2 separate regions of the Ovis aries genome follow, and region 2 is linked to region 1. The links are chromatin contacts, called in public Hi-C maps. All regions are on one chromosome and are shown on one strand. The core of a region is the stretch at or near the end of the contact, and the rest is flanking DNA. Distances in the headings are between cores, read along the strand shown. Region 1 holds the start of CA3 (carbonic anhydrase 3). Region 2 has its middle 66 kb from the start of CA13.

The links. Hi-C and Micro-C count contacts between places; a contact is called where the count stands out from the background.
Region 2: a contact with region 1 is called in a Hi-C map of hypothalamus, with 7 times the contacts expected there. The contact joins the enhancer-like site here to the promoter of CA3 in region 1. A contact is called at or near these places in 2 of 16 Hi-C or Micro-C datasets (hypothalamus and muscle).

Annotation. Positions count from the first base shown.
Region 1 is chr9:89,998,674-90,003,875 of ARS-UI_Ramb_v3.0, reverse strand. It overlaps CA3 (carbonic anhydrase 3), which reads left to right and starts at 3,817. Exons shown (of 7, transcript XM_015097942.3): 1 at 3,817-3,878; 2 at 4,553-4,750. The coding sequence starts at 3,845. LOC132657233 (a long non-coding RNA gene) reads right to left here and starts at 4,177. Exons shown (of 2, transcript XR_009595096.1): 1 at 3,973-4,177.
Region 2 is chr9:90,262,882-90,267,659 of ARS-UI_Ramb_v3.0, reverse strand. No RefSeq gene overlaps it. Among named protein-coding and RNA genes, the nearest start is that of CA13, 66 kb to the left of the region's middle. Within about 2 kb of position 1,344, at least 5 of the 54 cell types and tissues checked have an H3K27ac peak or open chromatin away from gene starts, as enhancers often do. A contact at or near this core is called in hypothalamus, where this site is marked.

The DNA.
Region 1 (5,202 bases), core at 2,568-5,067:
GCTAATAATCAAGTGTTGTATGCCAGCCAGTTATTACTATTCTGAGAAGCTCTCTGACCGGCCTAGGCTAGCAATGCTTTACGGGAAGAGCCAGAAGTGGACCTGGGGTTTTGCTAGGTTTCAGAGAAGTGAGGCTGATGACTGATTTTTCTCAGGGAAGCAAACAAGTATGTATGTTGTTTTGAAAACAACCCCGACCCAATAAAAATAATACAAAAAACACGTCCATGCAATTCTACCAGTGGCTTGGCCTTGAGTTAAAATGGCAGCAGAGAGGAAAAGAAGGTACATTGACCTTAAAGATGAAGTCTTTTCAATGTAAAATCTTACATCAACACTCACTATGCAGTCTGTGGAGCTGTTGCAATAAACAGCTTAGCTTTACCAGGTACAGACGATAGAAAGGATAGTGGAGTCAAAGATAATAGTGTGTGAAAAGGCACAAAGGTGGGAAAAACAATTGTGTTATGGGAAGAGTGAAAGACACTCTGTAACTGAAGCAGAGGGTGGGTGAATTTGGAAGGTAAGCTAGGGATAAAATGGAAAAACAGTTTGTATAGACATCTGAAGACCCTGAATGTCATTTAGAGGAGACTGCATTTCATTTCGAAAAACTCATTGAACAAATAACATATCAAAGAACTGTTTAAAACTTGTAGGAATAGGAGTCTCCGTAGCTCTTATCACAGTACTTAGAGTTTCAGTTACTTTTGTTAGATTAATACATTTTGCTCATGATTGGTCACATATATTTAAAAAGGTTTGCTGTGATTCCCACTGCAAGAAGGGTCCGTTAGATCAGGCAGCTCAAAATAGGCCAAGGAGAAGGTGAATGCAGTGGGTATTAATTTTATCTTATATCAGCTGAAGGCATCCTTTGCGATGTCTGTGGGTTAGCTTCTGTGCTCCATGACACGCACAAAGGGCAGGATGGAGCTTCCCTGGTGGCTCAGATGGTAAAGAATCTGCCTGCAATGCAGGAGACCCAGGTTCAGTCCCTGGGTCGGGAAGATCCCCTGGAGAAGAGAATGGCAACTCACTCCAGTATTCTTGCCTGGAGAATCCCATGGACAGAGAAGACTGGTGGGCCACACTCCATGAGGTCACAAGGAGTCAGACATGACTGAGCGACTCACAGTTTTAGTTAGACATGAATAAACAGGCAATTTATCTTTTTTTTTTTTTGGTTTCTAATGCACTAGAAACACCACATGGCTATCAGCTTGCAGAAGATTTATATTACCTAGCATCCTGCAAAATAAAATGCTAAATCAAGACTAAAAATAGGCTTAAAATTGATCACCTTAGAGCTCTCAAGTTTATAATTTTAGTATATCACCTAGTTGAAACTTCTGCATCCAGACACTCCCAACCCCCAGTGATTTTGCTGACCCAAATTACCTTCCTTGGTTACTCTCTCCCTGCCTCTTCGGTTCTCTGCATGAACACACTCATCTTACAGACTGCCCAGCACCCCAGCTTTTCAGTACTAGTGCTGGGAAGAATCCTGTGCTCATGCTCAGGGATAATTTGTGGCTCTTTTTCTGGCATTCTTTTCCCTTGGTGTAGAACCTAACAATCTTCTTTTTTAAAAGCCAGCTCCAGAAATCTCAGCGTCTTGGACACAATTTAGAATTTTCTCTTTGCTTTATGGATACAGAATTTTGAAATTTGTGGACAAATATGCCCGAGCAAATGAATCAAAATGCAGATGGTTAATTTGGGGCTTTTGAAAAACATTATGGTCTAAAAACTGTCTTGAAATTCCAATTTTGCTTAACTCTCATAAGAAAGTGGAATGAAAAACCAGTCAACAGTTTTCAAGACCATAAACCCCAAACAATTAAATATTTCACTTTGCAAATTCCAACCAGTGTTGATGTGAAAATTTGTGCTACTGTGCAAGTGTTTGCTATTGATGTGCTGTGTACAGTCTTTTAAAATGTTTAATTAATGAAAACCCATTTAAACACTTTTTATGCAGAAATGGTAACAGTGTGATGAATTCCAGTACCAACAAAGCAATACTGTTGGCCTTGCTTGATATAAGTTTATTGAAAACTTTGTTGAAAACTTTATCTGTATCATTGCTGTATCAAATGACTTGAAACTTAGTTACCAATCCTCTAACCATATATAGCAGAAAAAGAGGAATGGAAACAATTTAATGAATTGGAACAGGATCATAGTTTACTAATACAGATAATTATGTAGAATATAACCTCCATTAACTACAAACTACAGCAGCACACAACTAATCACATTAAAGCAGAAAACTGGCCCAGATATGCCAACTCAGTAGCCTTTCTAATCCAACACTGACATAATTGAGCTCAGAGGCTAAGAGCACTTGCATTGCTGTTTGCCTGGATTTTCCAAACCATGTCAGTTCTTGATTCAGCGCCGCTATTGTGTGGATCAAATAATCCCTGGGCACAAAAATACGCTGGGGGAGTGACTCCCCTGGCGTCCAGGTTATGAGTGCAGTCAGTCATTCCACATGCCTTAGGCGTGAGCTATCTTTACCATGATAAGATATTTCCTTTTCAAGTTTTGTAATCCCCAAACACAAGATCCTAACATCAATAAAAGTCAAAGAAATTTAAAAAGTGTTATGTTACAACCCTGTTCAAGACAGCACTGAAAATAGGTTTATCTCTTCTTGCTGCCTGTTCTTTTTTAAATAAAATTAATACTGACCTGGAACCAAAACATATTGTTCTTTTACAATGTATTCTCAAAATTGTAAATATCTACTACTCTGGTTCTTTGATGTGAACTACAACCAGATATTTACAAATACGTCTTTGACATGTGCACACTGCGTATACCAGTTCTATTCTCTTTTTGCATGGGTCATCAAGCTATAAAACAAGTTGGGAGGAGGAGAAAAAAAATACAAAGCAATTTTGGAAAAATTTCCCTCTCTTTTCTTCGAATCTTTCACTATGCCTTGGAAAATAAGGTCATACATTTTAAACAATATCACTCCCTTTATGTTCCTGACTCTCCAACACTCCAGAATGTTCTGGACTTCTCGTGAGCAGAGGTACAGCTCACCGAGTCGGTGGATCAGAACGAGGCTCCTGCTCCTCAGTAACCTGGGTCCAGTCCTCACCTAGATTCGCGAGAGCCAGCCCCCGGCGTCCTGCAGACCGAGGGGACCCGCGAGGTCAAGAAACGTCTGGTTCCAGGGACCTGGCACCATCTCTCTCTTAAGGATAACGGAGTTGAGAGAACCTGCCCTCCTGCCTGCTTTTTCCCATCCTTTGTGCCTAGGATTTTGCAAGTTGCCTGCGAAGGAGTCAAACATGGGTCAGGCAAACGTGTTCTTTCCAGCCACAGTAACCGGATCGCTGGAGTGAAATCAACCCGCAGAAGCATCCAGAGACCGCAGCCAGCCAGACAGGCAGCGCTGAAAGCAACTTCCAAGCAAGGCTGCAAGCGCCAGCCCTCGGGGCGCAGCTTTCAGTTTGGAGGCGAAGCGCAAAGGCCGCCCCTCACCCCACAAAAAAAGGTGGGGGGCCTTGGAGGAGGGGGGCCGAGAGGGCCGGCCTCTGCACTTCGGCTCTAGGTTAGGGGGGCCTGGCGCTTTGGGAGCCGCGAGGGAGCCCCCCTTCCAGGGCCAGGGGGCGGGGACCCGTCTCCCCCCATCCCGACAGCTGTCCAGCCCGTGGAATTCATTGGCTTCCCCCAGCCCGCCTCCCGAGCACCACCCGGTCTCTTTAGCCCCCCGCCCACCCTCGCTGACCTAATAAGGCCATGAGGGAGCGAGGGGGCCCGGCATAAAAGGGGCGCCGGCGGGCCGCGCACGGCGGGAGCGGAGGCAGCGCCCGGCACCGCCATGGCCAAGGAGTGGGGCTACGCCGACCACAACGGTGAGTGTCCGGCGGCCCGCCGGGGCGCGGGGGTCGGGGGCGCTCCCCCCGCGCCCGGCCCTTCCCTCGGACCCCGCACGGCAGGCCGGCTCACCTTGATCGCGTTCATCTGGAGCGGCTGGTATGCCCACCGCAGGAACCGGTAACGTGCCCAGATCTCAGTGCCTCTGACGGAGAAGCCCACCCACCCAGGGCCGCTTCTGGGGGTCCCCCTCTCTCGGAGACTGGCTGGGCAAGCTCTTCACCTCTCTGAGCCTGGTGTTGGTACGAGCTGCTCTGCCTGCAGTTTCTGCCTCCACAAGGGGAAAGGGATACGGAGATGCTCTGAAACCCACTTGGGGCAGTGCTGTTTGATTCCAGCTCTATGATAGGAGAGGGCATTGGTGAAACATTCGATGAAGTTCACTTCAAAAATAAGTATTTTAGGCTGTATTTGAGCCAATACAGAAACGCTTTGGGGAAATACACACAGAGTTAAACATAGCCTTACAGGTATGCTATTAACAACACTATGAACAGGTCTTTGCCCCCAAGCCTTGTATTGCCCAATCTGATATCCAAGACCTTTTCATAATCACTGCCCAGCCTCCGTGTATTTTGCTGATTTAGTCACTTAGAGAGAGGACTTTGATTGCGCCACCAGATAAATGAATCCCCTCAATTTGATTTCCTAGGTCCTGACCATTGGCATGAACTTTACCCGATTGCCAAGGGAGAGAACCAGTCGCCCATTGAACTGAACACTAAAGAGATCAGCCACGACCCTTCCCTGAAGCCATGGACAGCATCCTATGACCCAGGCTCTGCCAAAACCATCCTGAATAATGGGAAGACCTGCAGAGTTGTGTTTGACGATACTTATGACAGGTCAAGTAAGTATGACACCTAGGTAGAGAGGACATTTTCCATGGCTGTATTGGCAAAATGTGATTTATGTCACAGCAACAGAATCGGTGGGACAAGGGGGCACTTCTTATCTGAAAATGGAGATGACACTTGACTTTGTGCTCGTCTGAAGGATTATATTTATTCAGTGAAGAAGAATGTCTCACTCTTTAACCCCGGTCACGCTGGCTGCTCCAAAATGGCCCAATGCCCAAGCTAAAAGTTGGCAGTGTACCCCTGAAATGAAGCTTAGTAGAGAGGTGCTGGTAATGAGTCCAAAGCAGTGTTCTTTGGGCTCTGATGTCTATACTTGAGGGGGGTTTTGCATCCTAACGAAGATGCAAGGCTGGAGAGCAAGGCCCACATTCTCAGATGTGGCATAGATTCCATCCTGCAGAGCAAGAAATGGCCAAGAACCAAGTAGGTATTCTCTTCTGCT
Region 2 (4,778 bases), core at 95-2,594, 270 kb before region 1:
TCGACAATGTGAGTTAGTGTATTCAAACTAACCGAATTGAAAAGGCAAGCTGTGCCTCAAACGGGAGGTTGACTGTGGCTCAGCTGCGTTGGCCCAGAAGAATTTTAGCTTGCTGAGAAGCTGTGGGAGGTGGCCAGAGAGTCGGTGGGAAAGCAGCCTGACCCTGAATAAGGGATCTATTGAAGTAGAAGACGGTCAGGAGCCACTCACAAAGGGCTATTCAGGGACTGCAGAAAAGCTGAGAGACCCTGGCCTCCTGGAACTGTGAGGGGCCATCCTAGAGGGGAGTGTGACTTGGAGAACTGGCTTTCCAGAAGATATCTTGCCTCTGAAGTTTAGACCGACAGGATTTAATTGGTGCAGCCCATTCACAGGCTCTACTGGGAAAATGTTAATGCATGTAACGCATGTAGACAGCAGCTTTAAAATATCATTTATCGAAGACAAGGGAAAAAAAAGAGAAAAAAATCACTCATTTTCTTACTTCCACACCAATAACACTCTGACCATTTTGCCTTTTTTAGTATTGAGACAATGACCCTCTAGCACATCTTGCTTTTATCAATTTTTGATAGTTTGTTTTACTTTTTATAGATCAGATAATGCAGTGAAAAACTGAAGGTATCAAGTTCCAAATTTGCAGAAACTTACGATGTATTTTATAATGTGAAGGATAAAGGCTATTTTTTTTTTTTTTAATCCAAAACCTCTAGTTTACTTTCCTTAGTGAAACAGAAACCCTCCAGCTGGCATCTCTTCCTGCAAGCTCAGCAGAGAGAACGGGAGGAAAAATTGTTCTATTTTCTCACCTCCACATGACATCATCCATGGCAGGGTAGTGGCAAATGGTTGAAGCATGTTGCACAGTGCCCTGTGGTGCTAATCTCTCTTCTCATAAAGCAGAGATGTGCAGTCTATGGTGTCACACAGAGGCAGGATTAAGGGTGGAGCAAACAAGGAAAGAACATGCCTTTTTTGTTACATAGGTGAGCAAAGAGTCGCCAGGATTTTGACTAGCAAAAGTCATGCGTTTGCCGTTTTGCACAGAGAACTCCGTTTTAAGTTTGGCTCTGTGGGATGCAGTGGGGACTGGAGCAATGGGGCTGTTGAGTGTCTGCCCTTCACAGCTTCACCCAGAGCCGCGGGCTGGGACATGTGTTTGCTCCGGGTCAGTGCTTGATGGTCCTCACCGCCCCTTCTCTTGCCCTCGGCCCGACAGCCTCCCCTCTGTACTGATCACTTCTCTGCCACGCAGACCTGCCAATTCTTCCCCAGCTGCACACCTCTGATGGGGCCGCACAGCTGACAGAGTGGAGTCTTAGCATCAAGGGTTTTTGCCTTCAAAGGCTGCACTCTCTGCCTCCAACCCCTTTCCAGCCTCATTTCCTGCCACTCAGTGGCAAGCACCTCTCTCCCACTCCCAGCGTCTGGACTTTCCAGACAACTAACTTGCCGAGCTCTAAGCAAGCCCTGTTCTGTGCTCCTTTTGTTTGGGCTCATGCTTTTTTTCTTTGCCACTAGATTCCTTTTCTCCATTCCTTTATCCTTTAAGGACCAGCACAAGCAACCTCCTCTCAGAATCCTTCTGTGAGCATCTCTGTCTGCTGGCAGAACTAAGAGCTTTTTCAACTCTGCTTCAGTCTGTTTCATTTGCGGCCCTGGTTCACCTTTTAACACAATTCTTTGTATTTGTCTCTCCCACTGCTGGCCTCCTGCCACTCTTCTGGGGCAGGGGCTGTGTCTGTTTCATGATTTTATCCCCAGTTTTAACAAGGTATCAGACACATAGTGCTTGCTGAATGCTTTTGGACAAACTCATTCATTTATAAATAGGTTATAGTTACTGGTGAATTAATAAAAAGTAAAGGTTTAGTTCAGTCGCTCAGTTGTGTCTGACTCTTTGCAACCCCATGAACCACAGCACGCCAGGCCTCCCTGTCCATCACCAGCTCCCGGAGCTTACCCAAACCCATGTCCATTGAGTCGGTGATGCCATCCAACCATCTCATCCTCTGCTGTCCCCTGCTCCTCCTGCCCTCAAACTTTCCCAGCATCAGGGTCTTTTCAAATGAGTCGGCTCTTCACATCAGGTGGCCAAAGTATTGGAGTTTCAGCTTCAGCATCAGTCCTTCCAATGAACACCTTACCAAGAATTGGTGTTTATTCAACCGTTCTTTCCTGGTCCCTACTATGTGTAGGTCGTTGTGGTGGTGCTAGTGGTAAAGAATCCACTTGTCAATGCAAGAGACATAAGAGATACAGGTTTGATCCCTGGGTTGGGAAGATCTCCTGGAGAAGGGAACGGCAAATCACTCCAGTATTCTGGCCTGGAGTATCCCATGGACAAAGGAGCCTGGCAACCTACAGTCCATAGGGTTGCAAAGAGTCAGACACAAATGAAGCAACTGAGCACATAACCATTCTTTCCTGAGTCCCTACTATGTGCCAGGCATTGTGATGAGCACTGGTATTGGAAGCTGACTAAGACATCACTCCTGACCTGAAAGGGTTCACAGCCTTGTGAAAGAGATGACCGTATAAGTGTGGAGTCTATTCATTTACTTGTTTTGTAAAATAGAAAAATGTTCTTACACTTGAATTTTTTTTTCACCATGAATTTAGAGTCAGAAATGGCATTTTAAGAGTGTAAGTACCAAAAACATATAAACTATATTTAATTTCTGGGCTGTACTACTCAGAAAAAGATATATTTATGAGTAATTCCTCTTTCTTTTATCAGCAAGAGCACAGTGCTGGGTGTTTGTACTGCCAGGGAGAAGAGTAGTGGTGCTAGAAACACAGAAAGAGAGAGAGAGAGACACGGAGAGAGAGAGTTTCTGTCCTTCACTGCCAGAGCCCTGTTGAGATTCTCTACTGTTCCAGAAACACTAGCAGCAAGCAACTGTATCTCCCCAAACATCCCTGGCCTTCTCCTGGTAAAGTGAGAATTTAACAAGATAACTATAAAAGAGTCTTACATCAGGCTTTGCTTTCAGTGGAAGCCGGTCTCACAGGCTAGCAGGGAGGGCTTGCGAGAGGCTTCCTCTCGTTGGTCAAGCGACACGGGGAGTCCCAGTTATTAATGACCCATGACATATGAAAGGACAGCCCGAGAGACTCAGCTGGCATTTAGGAAAGGTCACAGGTTACTATAAAAGGAATTATGACATAGCAATCCCACTCCTGGGTATGTATCTGAAAACAAAACAAAACAAAACCAAAAGCACTAGTTTGAAAAAATGTAGGCTTCTTGTTGCAGATACTCAGCCTCTGTTCACAGGTGCTGAGTAGAAACCCAAGGTAGAGTTTTGGGTAAAGTGGGAAAGAGTTGCTTTTATCGCTTTGCCAGGCAAAGGGGGCCGCAGTGGGCTAACGCCCTCCAGGCTGTGTCTGGAGGGGGCGGTGAGGGTTTTCATAGCATTACAGGGGCAGAGCGTGATCAGCTGGTGGGCAGTCCTTGCGTTGATTGGCAGCAAGGTGGCGTTCCAAGCATTACCAGCCTTCTGGTGCCAGCCAGTCTAGGGTTTGCTCTTGTCAGAAGTTTCCATCTGGAAGGGGGTCTGCTGCCTGGAAAAACAGCTTTGGAATGTGTGTCCAGCCCTTATCTATTCTTTCAGGGAACCAGGATTCTGGTGTTTCTGCTGTGTGGCTGAATTATAGTCTAAATTGTTACCGTTTCCTTAGCCGAACAGCCCTTCTTTGTTTCTACATCTTCACAAATCCCAATCACTAATTCTTGAGTCAGCATTGTACTTCAAAAGACAAGGACACAGGGGCATGTTTCATCCTCAGTGTTCATAGCAGCATTATTTATATCTGAAAGTAAAGTTGCTCAGTTGTGTCCGACTCTTTGCAACCCCATGGACACCAGGCTCCTCCTTCCATGGGATTTTCTAGGCAAGAGTACTGGAGTGGGTTGCCTTTTCCTTCTCCAGGGAACTTCCCGACCTAGGGATCGAACCTAGGTCTCCCGCATTGTAGACAGGCACTTTACCGTCTGAGCCACCAAAAGCAACTAAAGTTTCCATCAACAAACGAGTGGAGGGGGCTTCTCTGGCAGTCCCGTGGTTGAGAGTCCGCCTTCTAATGCAGGGAGCTTCAATCCCTGGTTGGGGAACTAGGATCCCACATGCTGCTCAGTGTAGCCAAAAAAAAAAAAAAAAAAGATGAGTGGATAAAGAAGATGTGGTATATTTATATCACGGAATACTACTCAGCCATAACAAAGAACAAATGTTTGCCATTTGCAACAACATGAATGGGCTTGAGGGGCAATATGTTAAGTGAAGTAAGTCAGACAGAGAAAGACAAATACTGCATGATATCACTTAACATGGGGAATTTTGAAGTTTCAATAAACTAGTCGACATAATAGGAGAGAGGCTGACTCACAGATATGGAGAGCAAACTATAGTTACCAGTGGGGAGAGGGGAGGGGCCTTACCGGGTGGGAGACTGGGAGGCCCAAGTCACTGGGTGTAAGATAGGCTCAAGGGTACGTTGAACAATGTGGGGAGTACAGCCAGTATTTTGTAATAACTGTAAATAGTAACTTTTAAAAATTGCATAAACAATAAAACATTAAAAAGATAAAAACAGGACTTGTGCAGAGGCAACAGTCTTTCGCCCACTATACAGGAAGTAAAATCCAGATACGTAGGATCATAAGACTACAAGGGATCCCAGAAAGAAAGACAGTTCAGCCCCTGCTTCTAAAAAGGAGGGCATGCAATCATTCAAAAAACCATGAGCAAAGAGGATGAACTCTATAAACCATT